2 separate regions of the Danio rerio genome follow, and region 2 is linked to region 1. Evidence: chromatin contacts called from public HiChIP or PLAC-seq data. All regions are on one chromosome and are shown on one strand. The core of a region is the stretch at or near the end of the contact, and the rest is flanking DNA. Distances in the headings are between cores, read along the strand shown.

Region 1 (5,827 bases), core at 812-3,311:
ATTTGGAGGAACAAAAGCAATAGATATGCTTGCAATATGAAAGTCACAATAAAATATCAAGCATAACATTCTTTTCATATATAAAATTAACCCCATATCAAACTGCTCAGTTTTCACTATGTATATGGTTTATTTGTAGTGCAGTCTTGATTTAGCATTTAGAATGGAAGTTCCACAAACATGGACGTACAATATATAATTTGAAACGCTGTAAAAAAAGACAAGGTGGATATATACTGTTTGCTTAAGCTGTTTAATTGTATGCTTCTATATTAGTGTTTCTCAACCTCGTTTTTAAAGGACCACCAGTTCTGCACGTTTCCCATGTCTTCTTAACCACACACATCTGATTCAGATCATCAGCTCATTAGTAGAGACTGAAAGAGCTGTAATTGGTGTGACAGACAAAGGAGACATATAAAATATGCAGTGTTGGTGGGCCTTCAGGAATGTGGTTGAGAAACACTGCTTTATATTGTACTGATTTGATGTGGTTTGCTGAACATTTGCATTGTGTATGTTTTATTTTAGGAGTTATTTAAGCATCATTTAATTAATTGATTTAGTATTACTACTCTGATCTTAAATGTTAACACTTTATGTACCTTTCCCCCCCCTCAGTCATCACTCTGTCTGTAGAAATTGCATCCTTGCAAAGCACAATACTTGCTACAAGGAAAGAGATGCAAGTCCAAATGAAGGAGAAACAAGAGAGGACAGAGAAGGCTCAGGTGGAAGTAAAAGAGGAATAACGGCAGACTCTTTCTTTTTCATCCATATTCATTATTTATTGATATGTTGGATGTTTGACATCACTGTTATTGCATAAACAATGCTATTTTCCCAATTAAAAAAAACCTGTTTCAAGCAGTAATACACACTTGAATTCATTAAATGTGCATATTTACTTTACATTGGATTTGTAGTCAATCATTTTTGATAACTTGCACTGCCAGGTTTTTCATTTTAAATATGAATGCTTTTGTTGTTATGTTATATATATAAATGTATGTGTGTGCGTAATTATCAGATTCTTCAGTAAGTAATATAAATTAATTAATTAAAACATTGTCCAACTATTTTCTGTGACTGAATCATGTTATTATTAAAATGCATGTTTTTTTTAATGTAAAATTTAAGTTAAGAGCTGTTAATGAAGGTAAATTGACTGATTTATCCTCATAAACTTACACAGCTGGAACAATTTAAAGTGCTCAGCATATATAATTACACCCCTCACAAATCTATCTTTTAAATGAATATTTTTAATAGGAAGCTATACCATGGTATATTTGTGCATATACATTAGATCAGTCAGTACTAAAGCCAAATCTGGAGCTTATCTAACAAAATAACTTGCGATAACCGTCTGAAAACTAGTACACCCAAATGTATATGTTATAGAAAAATATTAAATACAAGTTTAAAGAAGAGAAAAAAATCAAGAAAAGCAAAAAATGTGATTTTTTTTTTGCAATATTTTGCTTGAATTTTATTCTTATATCTTTCTATTTCTAAATATGTTTGGTGAATAAAATATTATTTTAATATATCTGTTTAATAAATCTGTTTTGTTTAAATGCACCAAAATACATTGCCTATATTTTCTGAGAAATGAATCAAAATGTTAATTTTCAAAATGGGATATACTCAGGTTTTCAGAGCACTGTATTTTTCAAAAATAGTAATTAATCATTTTATTTTATATGTAATTCCCCTGCTTTATAATAACAGATACCTTTTATTAATACCACAAGTTCCTGCTAAAACAGAAAAATAGGTATTCACGATTTAAACGTGCACGAGCATTAAGTGTCAAGCGCGTCCTCGCAGTCGTGTATGTGTTGTGTACATTATAGACATTGACAGCATTAAATCTATTGCTAACACATTGTTTCCACAAAGCGAGCAATAAAGCTGTTCTTTAATGTGGGTGCTTAAGTAAACCTTTATCACATAGTGGGTGGATGTCCAATAATATCGGCAAAACAGACAAATAGAGGCGGCATGATAATTAAATAAATAAATGCCCCATTCGCTGTCTACTTCCTGGTGTTCATCGCAAATGAGCTGCTAGCGGATAGCCATGTTTACAGCTGAAACGGAACCGGGCACAAACGTTTACGCGCTCACGTAAATCTGACGGACGTGCATTTTTTTGTTTTGATCAAGACGTGTAACAGAAGATATTTTCACAATGACAGGACAATGCAATCAGCATCAGATCAGGTGAACGCGCTATCTCTATCCTGTTATCTCTATGCCGAGTTTAGGCTATTAACCTAAATCCCAAAGCTAAGCAGATATTTGGGAAAACAAGAGGATATCAACGTTTATTTTAAGAGCTATTTTCACGGTGTCGTCGCTAATATCGGGGAAGATAAGAAGATCACTGATGGCGTCAAAATCTAGGGTCTCCATTCTGGATTACTTCAATATCGTCTGTGAGGGAGAAAATGGCAAAATTGAATCAAACTGCAAAGCTTGTGGCACAAGAATTCAGGCTAAACGGACAGTTACTTCTAACTTTGTTACACATTTAAAGGTAAGAGTTGTTTTATTTTGTAATAAACAGTGTTCTGTGTCTTAATAACAAGAACAAATTGGAGGTAAAAATCTAAACATGGTCACATTTCAAAATTTACACTTCTCTGGGATCCTGTAGTTATAAAGACATACATTTTTTTGATTAAACATTTAATTTCCTAGGAAAAAAAAGTAATAAAATGTAAAAAAAAAAAAAACTAAAAAAAATTATATTTGTTACATTTTTTAATAAAAGAAAATGTTATTTACTAATAACTTTAGTAATTACTGATTAAAAACAAGTTAGAGATGTTCATTAACCAGAAAAAGTGTGAACCCTTAAAATGCCATTGTTCTTTATGTGTATGCTTTAAATACTATATTATTACTACATATATCATATTCTGCATATATATATTTACCTGTATATAATCATGTCATATTCACAGCGTAAACATCAGGCCATGTATGATGAATTTGTGAGGAAGAAAGATGTGAAAAGAGAGGCTATGCAGACATGTACCGGTCCTCCAAGCGGTCGAATGATCCCTCAAACTGCTGCAGGGTTGAACAAGTTTGACTACAGCGACCCTCGGCAATCGCTAATCTCTGAAGCTATCGCTAAGATGATCATCCGGGACCTGCAGCCGCCGCAAATAGTGGAATATGAGGGTTTCCGTGAACTTCTCCAGCTCCTGGAGCCCCGATACATACCAGTACAATGTCATTATATACAACAGCAGCTCCTGCCAGCTTACGTCTCACAAGTGCAACTAGCTGCCAAGCAGGCTCTGAAAGGAGCAGAGTCCTGCAGTGTGACACTTGACCTCTGGAGAAGCAGCTCTGTGGGTAACAGCTCTGGTGCTGGGTATCTAGGAGTAACTTGCCACTTTATAAACGCCGACTGGCACATCAGATCCGCCCTTTTAGCCTGCTTACCCCTTCCAGACCACAGCAACACTCAGCAAATGCTCAGCGAGTTTGATGAGATCTCCGAATCCCATGGCATCACTGGAAAAGTGTTCAGAGTGGTCGCCGACTTGTTGCCTTGTGAAAGCAGATCTGATTTTCGTCTTCCTGGGTTCAGTCTAATTGGAAATGGTGAAGAAGATGAAGAAGGGGAGGAAGATGGTAGCAATGGAGATCCTGGAGAAGGAGAATCCAAAGAAGGCATTAGTAGCAACGAGTACCACAGGTCTTTAGATCAGTGTCTCGGTCGAAGTAGGATTGACTGCTTTGCTCGATTACTAGCTCAGTGCATAAAGGAGGGCGTTTGCGCTTCTCCTCATGTATCGCTTCCTCTAAACAAAGCAAGCCTCCTCTATAACTACATTATTGCTACAGTGGCTCCTGAAAAACTTGTGCAAGTGTTCGGCTCCTCAGCAAATTGGCAAAGACCTTCATCCACAGACAAGTGGAACGATCAGTTAAAGATACTGCGCCAAATGGTGGACTCAATGGATTTCCTTGAGGACATTGTGGATAGGAATGACCTAGTCTTGGGTAATTTAGAGAAAGAGCTTCTGAGGGAGCTGGTTGAAGTGCTGGAGCCTTTTGAGGAGGCCTCAGACATGGTGCAAGGAGACAAGCACGTGTCCATCAGCCTAGCGCTGCCCTGTGTGTTGGGACTGCGCAAGCATCTGGCAGAGGTTGTGACTCACCAGTGCTCTGGGATCGTGATGGGATTGTCTCAAGCTCTGGACCGCAGACTGGCAGGCATTCTTGAGGATCCTCTTTATGTAACAGCCACCACCTTGGACCCACAGTTCAAGCTGTCCTGGAGCAGTGACAGCGACTGGCACAAGCAGGTGCTGCTGGAAGAGGTTGAAAAGCATACTCGGACTTTGAGTCCAATAGAGCATTACTCTGAGACCCAGCCATCTCCTTCCAAACGCTGCAAGCTTTTCTCTTTCATTAAGCAGAGGCCGACTATGCAGGCCAAGACTGTGGAGCAGGAACTGTCCACGTATCTCCACGAAGAGCCGACGGATGAAGATCCATTACAGTACTGGAAACGCAAGTCCATCGATTTCCCTTTGCTCTCACAAGTGGCCAAGAAAGTTTTTACTGTGCCAGCAACAACCACGTCAGTGGACCAGATATTTAACACGGTTAGCAAGACTCTTAGGCCAGACCAATGCCGATTTCTGCCAAAAAACTTAGACACTCTGATTTACTTAAAGGCTAACTATAGGATACTCTGGTCTTAATTATATTTCCTTTGTTCTGATATCAAACCAAACACCTCAAATACAAAATAGGGATCGTGCCTGATATACAAACTGCAGAATTACTCCAAAGTAAACAAATACTTTAGTTAGCAAATGTTTCCTTTTTTTAAGTATTGTAGAAAAGGCTAAACTTAAAGGCCGTGACACACCAAGTCTACATGAAAGAGCTAACACAGACAAATTCAGCTGTGTTGTCATCCTGGATTGACTGCATCTCATCCCTCAACTTCCCTTGAGCACACTACAAGGACTACAGATGACTATAAACTAGCATGTGCATCGTGCACCTGTGTGTAAGCAACCGCCACTATCAGCTATATCTATTTTCCTCATTCAAAAGGGAAAAAGAACTGGGACTGCAGACGTGCAAACCATAATCTAAACAGGACTTGCTTTTCATTTTAATATCAATGAGGTTGATCACTTGTTGCTGTGAACATTTAGCATTGAAACACTCAGGTAATGATGATGCATAAGATATTTTATCTGTTCGGTCTTCAACTCACTTTTTATCACTTTTATTCTCATGCAAAATTATGTAAAAACAACTACTATTATAGGTAAACACTTACAATAATACACCATTTTTAATAATATCCCAGTAAAACATAATTTATTTCCCCCTCTATCGATCTACCTATTCTATTTAAATATTTAAAAAAGAAATGAAAGTTATTATCATATGACTTTGCTCAGTATTAGTAGTTCTGTTTCACCATTCACCTCCTAAAATGCAACAGATTCAGACAAGTACAGTACACACTGAATAGTTAAACATTTATATAATAACTCTCCTTCACTATCAGCATGTTGTAGAACCACAGACCTGTCCTTCAAGCCAAATGAACACCAGTAATGAAGAAAATACTGCTACATTTCCAACAAAACCTTAATAAACATTTGGTGTATAATAGTTAGCTTCTTAATCATTTAAGGCAAGAGTTGGGTAAATAGAGTTGCAATATAGCTGACAAGCTTTTTGTGCGTTTTCTTTGTGCACAAAACTCACCCGCTAGAAAGCCGCAGGCAGGTTCTGTAATTGAAAATAATTACATTTTAGGACTGTTGGG
Region 2 (6,223 bases), core at 3,126-5,625, 280 kb after region 1:
ATAATAAAACAATCAAATAAGTTTATATTATATAAAGATTGTATGGATATAGGGTTACAGTGCTCAGCATAAACCAGTACACCCCCATTTGAAAAATAATATTATCTCCATCTCTTAGTGATTATAGCCACAAATTTGTTGTAATGCATTTAAACAAAACTTTTTATTAAAAAGTAAGAAATAAGAGCTTGGCCACCTAACATCTTTAAAAATAGAAGGATAACGCAGTTCAATTCAAACAAGTTATTGCAAAAACAAATTACAAACTACAAAATTCATCAATATTTCATTTTTTTTATGTTTCTCTAGATTTGTCCTCTTTATTTATTATTTTTCCTTCAACAATCATTTGGGTGTACTAATTTTTGAATTGTGATCTCAAGATTTTTTGCTTAATTAGTTTCAGTTTTGTCCTTGGTACAGACTAATGTAATGTATATGCACAAATATATTATTTTAAAGCATCCTATAAGAAAATATAGACTTAAGAGTGAGCTGTGAGGGTGTACAGCACTGTATTAAATTATCTCTTTAGAGATCTATGGTGATAAATACAAATCATACCTCTTTGTCCCTCATGTAACATGCTGTTTACTCTGCTACAAGAGAAAAGGAGTGAAATTTAGATTAAACCAAAAATGTTTGTTACAATTTCTATGTACATTATCAATAAATTAATTCATACCTGTGTGTGCCAATGCTCGATTCTTTGCCTTTGTATTGAAAAGACACAACCGCGTATGGCAACACATGTCTAGGCCTTGACTTGAGCTCATCATATGCAAATTCATAAAAGTATTGCTGGAATGAAACACAACAATTAGAATAACAGGACATTTTAGCAAACAAGACAAAATAAAAGGTTACAAAAAACACTTACCTGAGTGTGCTCAAAGGCTCGGTAGGATAATAATGAGGTCACTTTGCTGGCATTTTTGTACACATGGCTGTCATATTTAAGGGTGGGCTCAAGAGTATTTTTAGGAATATTCTCAATTATCTTCACTTTACCCTGCAGAAAAAAAAAAGTTGATTGGTTTTTACTATTGTGAAACTATGCATTGAAATTAAAATAAATTACATTTAATGCTTGATAACTCTAGCTGTTATACCTCCTTACCTTCATGACTTTAAATAATATTATCTCTCCTGCAGCACCTACTTCAAATGGATTCATTTGTAACAAATCAGAGTATTTCGAAAGGTAAACCCCTAAAAATAGAAAAGGATGGAAGAGTTACTTGGGGTGACGTTCTGTGAGACACAAAAACAAGCCCTAGGGTAATCCAAAGAAATTTGTTAGCAATCTATTTAGAATGTAGAGTCTCTTCTAAGAGCATGCCGTGTTTGCTCAGATTAAATATTTGCAGAAACTACTTCACTTCACCAGTTAAAATGATCCTACTCACATTTACAACATTTAAATATCTTTAAAACACAAATGAACTGCTTTAGTAAACTGCACAAAGATCATCGTAAATTAGAAATCACTATGCCAAGAACAAAATGAACCTAATGTTACTTCCAAGACCTCAAACATGCTCTGAAAATAGAAAGAGGTAAGAGGGGTTGACCAATATATGAAACAGATGTTTCTTTACAAAACATTTATCCACTCAGATATAAATGACTGTAGTGAGTTTGATGCATGAACATGTATTTGGCCTAGTACAAGAAAGTACAGAGCAGTGATCATTTTGGCCCTGACCAATTCAACTAGTCCAAAACCACAAGATCAAGTGACCACAGTAAAACAAATTCCTCCCAAGAAAACGAGTATAGCCAAACTGACTCTTTTAAAGCACAACATTTACCTTTGGCAGAGTTTCCTAGATTGTTAATCCGCGAATGTCCCACAGAAAGACCCTTTTCGCAGATAAAGTGAACCTAGAACAGAAGACAACATATTAGTTTTGTTTTAGACACACTTTAAATAGCAGTTATAACTAGCCATTACATTTAAACAGGTTGAAGTAAAACTACGGAGCAGACATTAACACAGCCTCACCTTATTCCTATCAGACAGCAGAAAAGCATAGGATTCTGCAAGTTCTGCCTCTGTCCTGCCATTCTGCTTGAGTTCCCTTTTCTTCTCGATGAACTATGAAGACAAATCATTTTTAAAAATTATAATCTTAAGTGGCTCGAGGATAATTTTATTCATCAAGTCTGCAAACAAAAATGCTGTTAACTTGACTCAGCACTCACCTCTTTCTCCAACAGTTCGTTGTGAATGAGAGAAGCTTTGGTGTAGTTGAAAGTCGCTCGAGATGTTGCGTCCAGGTAGAACGTGGACAGAAGCTTCACGACGTCTTCAAACTCTCTGGACTCTGGAGGCAAGTGCTGAAAGAGACCTGGAGAGAGAAGACAAAGCTCATTAAATCAGAAAAACATCAAATTCAAGAGATACTCTCAGGTATATGGCATTATAATGTTACATTTCAGTTTTTTTTTTTTTACAAAGAATCCTGAAATATGGACGACCTTAAGTGTTGTACACAGAGAACTGTTTTGCCAGTAGACCATAAGTTAAACATGTTATTCTCTGCATGTGTCGCATACACAAATGCAAAACAATAAGCAAACATCCAGTGACTTGACTAAAGAGTATTTTGAAGTGCCCATTTAAAAAAGCAAGATTGTGCATGCTCATTACTGCAACATTTTATTACAGAATGCTTGCACGTCCACAATTTTGCTTAATTTTCAATATTGAAATAATTTAGATTATGTGCCCTATTGTGCCCTAAAATGACCCAGTTTCATTATAGTAAATGTGTAGTAACCATTTGGGTTAATTGATAATCTGTACAACCACAGATTTAATACAAACACAATGGTGACACGAGTTAGTGTATCAAAACAATGGCTGCCGTTGCAATGGTTTAACAACAAAAACTGTAATAATGAAGCCACGATTAAATGCCAAAAGTGGAACAATGCAGCTCAATTAAACTACAATGTACACAAGCATTTTCAATAGCCAACGCTGTATTAGTATTATTAGCAAGTGACACAAAATGAATAATTTTTTCACGAAAAATCAGGAAACGTTCAGAAACAATTAGCACGAGCTAATATTTAACAACTTGTTAACCTATTCATCCAACCAAAACAACATAACGTTTAATAAATATGTATTTGAAATAACGTTAGCTAGTACTCAGTACAAAGCTATTTAGTGTCTGTTTTGCTTATTGTGCATCTAAACAAAGTCCACACGACAAAAAAATACGTTAAAGCACCAACAAACAGCTAAATCTTTTAAAAAAAGAGGCCAAAGTGAAAGTTGTCAGGCATAAATACACAAGCACCTTCCGTTGACAACTTTCGCTTTCATTAAAGTTGACAACGATTTTCCCACTATTTGCCAAACGAGGAAACGATGGGGAATGAATGGGGAGCTCAAAATAAGGCCGGTTGTTCGGGACTGACAGGTGTTTGAAACGCGTGGCGTAAAAAGACTGAAGGGAGAAATGCAGCGGTCAACTGAACCTCACACTGCTGCCATTGATGAGGGGAAGAAGTGTGTCATGTGGTGGGGCAGAACTGTACGGAATGGGAGGAGGAGTGTACAGCCAGCGAGCAGAGCAATGACACCGGCCTCCGTCAGCTTTACAACCATGAGGACGAAAACGCACGTCTTTGAGATGTGCTTTGAATAACTCGGCCGGAATCGGATCCTCGAGTGGCCGTGCGAGTTGCATCTGAGCGGCCGCTTTACCTGCAGCTCTACGCGGCGCACTCGTTAAAATCCATTTAGTAACAGTAGTGCAAGCCTCTAAAGCAAATCACGTGGCGCGTAATATAGATCCCTTGTGTATTTATCAATACGGGTCTATTTATATGACCCAAAGCGGCACAAAGCACGCTTTTAGCGAACTTGCAGGTCGTGAAACCCAAAGAGTGCATATCGGGAATGGTAGTAACCGTGGTAGCAATGGTGCACACAACCTTTCCGCTCCTTGATTTTCCTCGGGATCTGAAAATTCTTCCTTGGCAGCTCCTCAGCCGACCTCGGGAGCGTTGAAGGCGAGCCACCGCAGTTTTTCAGGTCCGACAGGCCTGCCCTCCGCCGCTCAGAAGCATCTTGTTCAGACATTTGCTCGTCTTCACATCCAGCTTGATCGCCATTTTGCTTGGATGTGGCCGTGCTAGAGGCTGACAACAATTGCTTCTTGCTGTCGCCATCCTCCAAGGTTAGGCTGCCGGCCTTGCTGCTCTCTTTGTCGCTTTTTCTCTCCTGGCTGAAATTGCAAGCCATTTTTTTGGACCAGCGGTCACCTCTTCAGCTGGCGATGAAGTTGGTTTCAGTTGCCGCTTCACGGAGTAATTCTCCTTCTCAACCAGCCTCCGCCATTATGCTTGTGACGTATGCCTTCCCCACCACTGCAAAACTCTGGCGTCACTCTGTTTACATTCACGTAGCCTGACGCCCTCCAGCGGCGCTGCCGTGAACCGCGCAGCGTCTAGACGCCATGACCGACCGAGAGCTTTGATCGCAGATCGCCGGAGAACCGGTGCCAAGAACGAACCATAGAGCCGACACACGGGGAACTCAGTGGGAAAACTCACTGCATATGTTTGAGCTCGTATTCAAAAAAAAAAAAAAAACCGTCTTCACGAATTGTAGGCAACACAAAGCTATCACGTGACACGATTCCATAAAGTGAATTAAAAAATCTAAAAAGGTATTTAGATTACACAATTGACATCGAGATATCGAACATTTAAAAAGTAGGCCTATACACAGGGGCGATTTTAGGGATTTGGAGGCCCTAAGCAACTCCAGCTATGGGGCTTCAAGTCCTAAAATGCACCCCTTCAATTTTTATTATATTTTTATTTATTTAGCTGTTTTTTATATGACTCAATCTTACTTTCTACGTCTTATGTTAACGTAAGCTTTACATTTTAAATAATTGGATGTCTTAAAATGATTTTACAACTAAAAAAAATATATTATATATATATTATATATATATATTATAAATTTGACTGCTGGACTGTTTCATGATTGAGGGTGGGGGATATTTTTTTCATAATATTATTAGTGCACAAAATTATGTTATTATAATAATGTTATATCAAACTGTATATTAAACAATATTTAATTACGTAAAAAAATATTTGTTTGACTTTTACTATACAAAATACGATAGAAAATTATATATTGTTTATAGGTATAACTTTTACTTCTAGATATTTATTGGGGACCCCCAGATGTCCTGGGGCCCTAAGCGGCCGCTTACCTTACTTATTGGTTAAATCTGCCACTGCCTATAAAGCAGGGTCTGTTAGAAGAACTGAGAGTTTTAATCTTTATGATGCAATGGATCTCGATGATCCAATCATAAAAATGCCTACAAGTTATCCAAAAAAACTTTCTGTTATGTTCCTATTTTTATACCAATTGTTGTATTCACGTAGTTACCTATTTTAATTAATTTGTTATTAATTTATTTGTTTTAATAATTATTGTCTTTTAATTAACTTGAATAATTCATTTAATTTTTTTTCTAAGCCTAGTTTTGTTATTAAATATTTCATAAATTTAACTTAATCTATTTTTTCCACACTTTTGCAACATTTCTTCCTCAACAGCTTCTGATGTTTAAAATTTTTTAAACAAAGAAAGAGATTTTTGGCATTTGTAGTTTGAATGATATATTATCTGGGTTCATCATGTAGATTATGGTAGAAAACCCAGCAATGCCCTGACCGTTTATTTTTATTCAAACTATTAAACATGTCAATAAAATGTGGATAAGCATGAACAACTTGAAATCAACCATAAATCAGACAAGCAACTTCTCCCAACTTGTGTTTTGTCACGAACATACAATCATACTAATGACTGCTTATTTATCCTGATAACATTTTTCATTGTTATTTTCCGGTTTCCCCCACAAGTCCAAAGACATGTGCTTTAGGTGAATTGGCCATAGTGTGAATGAGTGTATGGATGTTTCCCAGTGATGGGTTGGAGCCGGAAGAGCATCGGCTGTGTGAAACATATGCTGGATACGTTAGCGATTCATTCCGCTGTGGTGAGCCCAGATTGGTAAAGGGATAAGTCGAAAAGAAAACGAATACCAAATACATACATTTTAAATATACTAAAATAAACAACAAAATACAGCAGCCATTAATGTATCAAAATAAAACACTGTATTTTTGTATTTTAAAAATACTTCAAAATACTTTTCCAAGGAAGCATGAC

The links. HiChIP or PLAC-seq counts read pairs in DNA pulled down with a chosen protein or histone mark.
Region 2: an H3K4me3 HiChIP or PLAC-seq map of gastrula embryo shows a contact between it and region 1, with 4 times the contacts expected there. The contact joins the promoter of tasorb here to the promoter of si:dkey-109j17.5 in region 1. A contact is called at or near these places in 2 of 4 datasets of contacts at active chromatin or transcription factors (embryo and gastrula embryo).

Annotation. Positions count from the first base shown.
Region 1 is chr23:22,104,104-22,109,930 of GRCz12tu, forward strand. si:dkey-109j17.5 reads left to right here and starts at 2,062. Exons shown (of 2, transcript XM_021473612.2): 1 at 2,062-2,545; 2 at 2,976-5,827. The coding sequence starts at 2,396. The coding sequence ends at 4,736. vma22 (vacuolar ATPase assembly factor VMA22) reads left to right here. Exons shown (of 5, transcript NM_001013295.2): 5 at 622-908. The coding sequence ends at 752.
Region 2 is chr23:22,386,410-22,392,632 of GRCz12tu, forward strand. tasorb (transcription activation suppressor b) reads right to left here and starts at 4,376. Exons shown (of 23, transcript XM_073938801.1): 1 at 3,955-4,376; 2 at 2,209-2,354; 3 at 2,009-2,101; 4 at 1,815-1,887; 5 at 1,121-1,212; 6 at 881-1,012; 7 at 686-801; 8 at 565-596. The coding sequence starts at 4,264. It overlaps asb14b (ankyrin repeat and SOCS box containing 14b), which reads right to left. Exons shown (of 12, transcript XR_012398460.1): 12 at 6,149-6,223.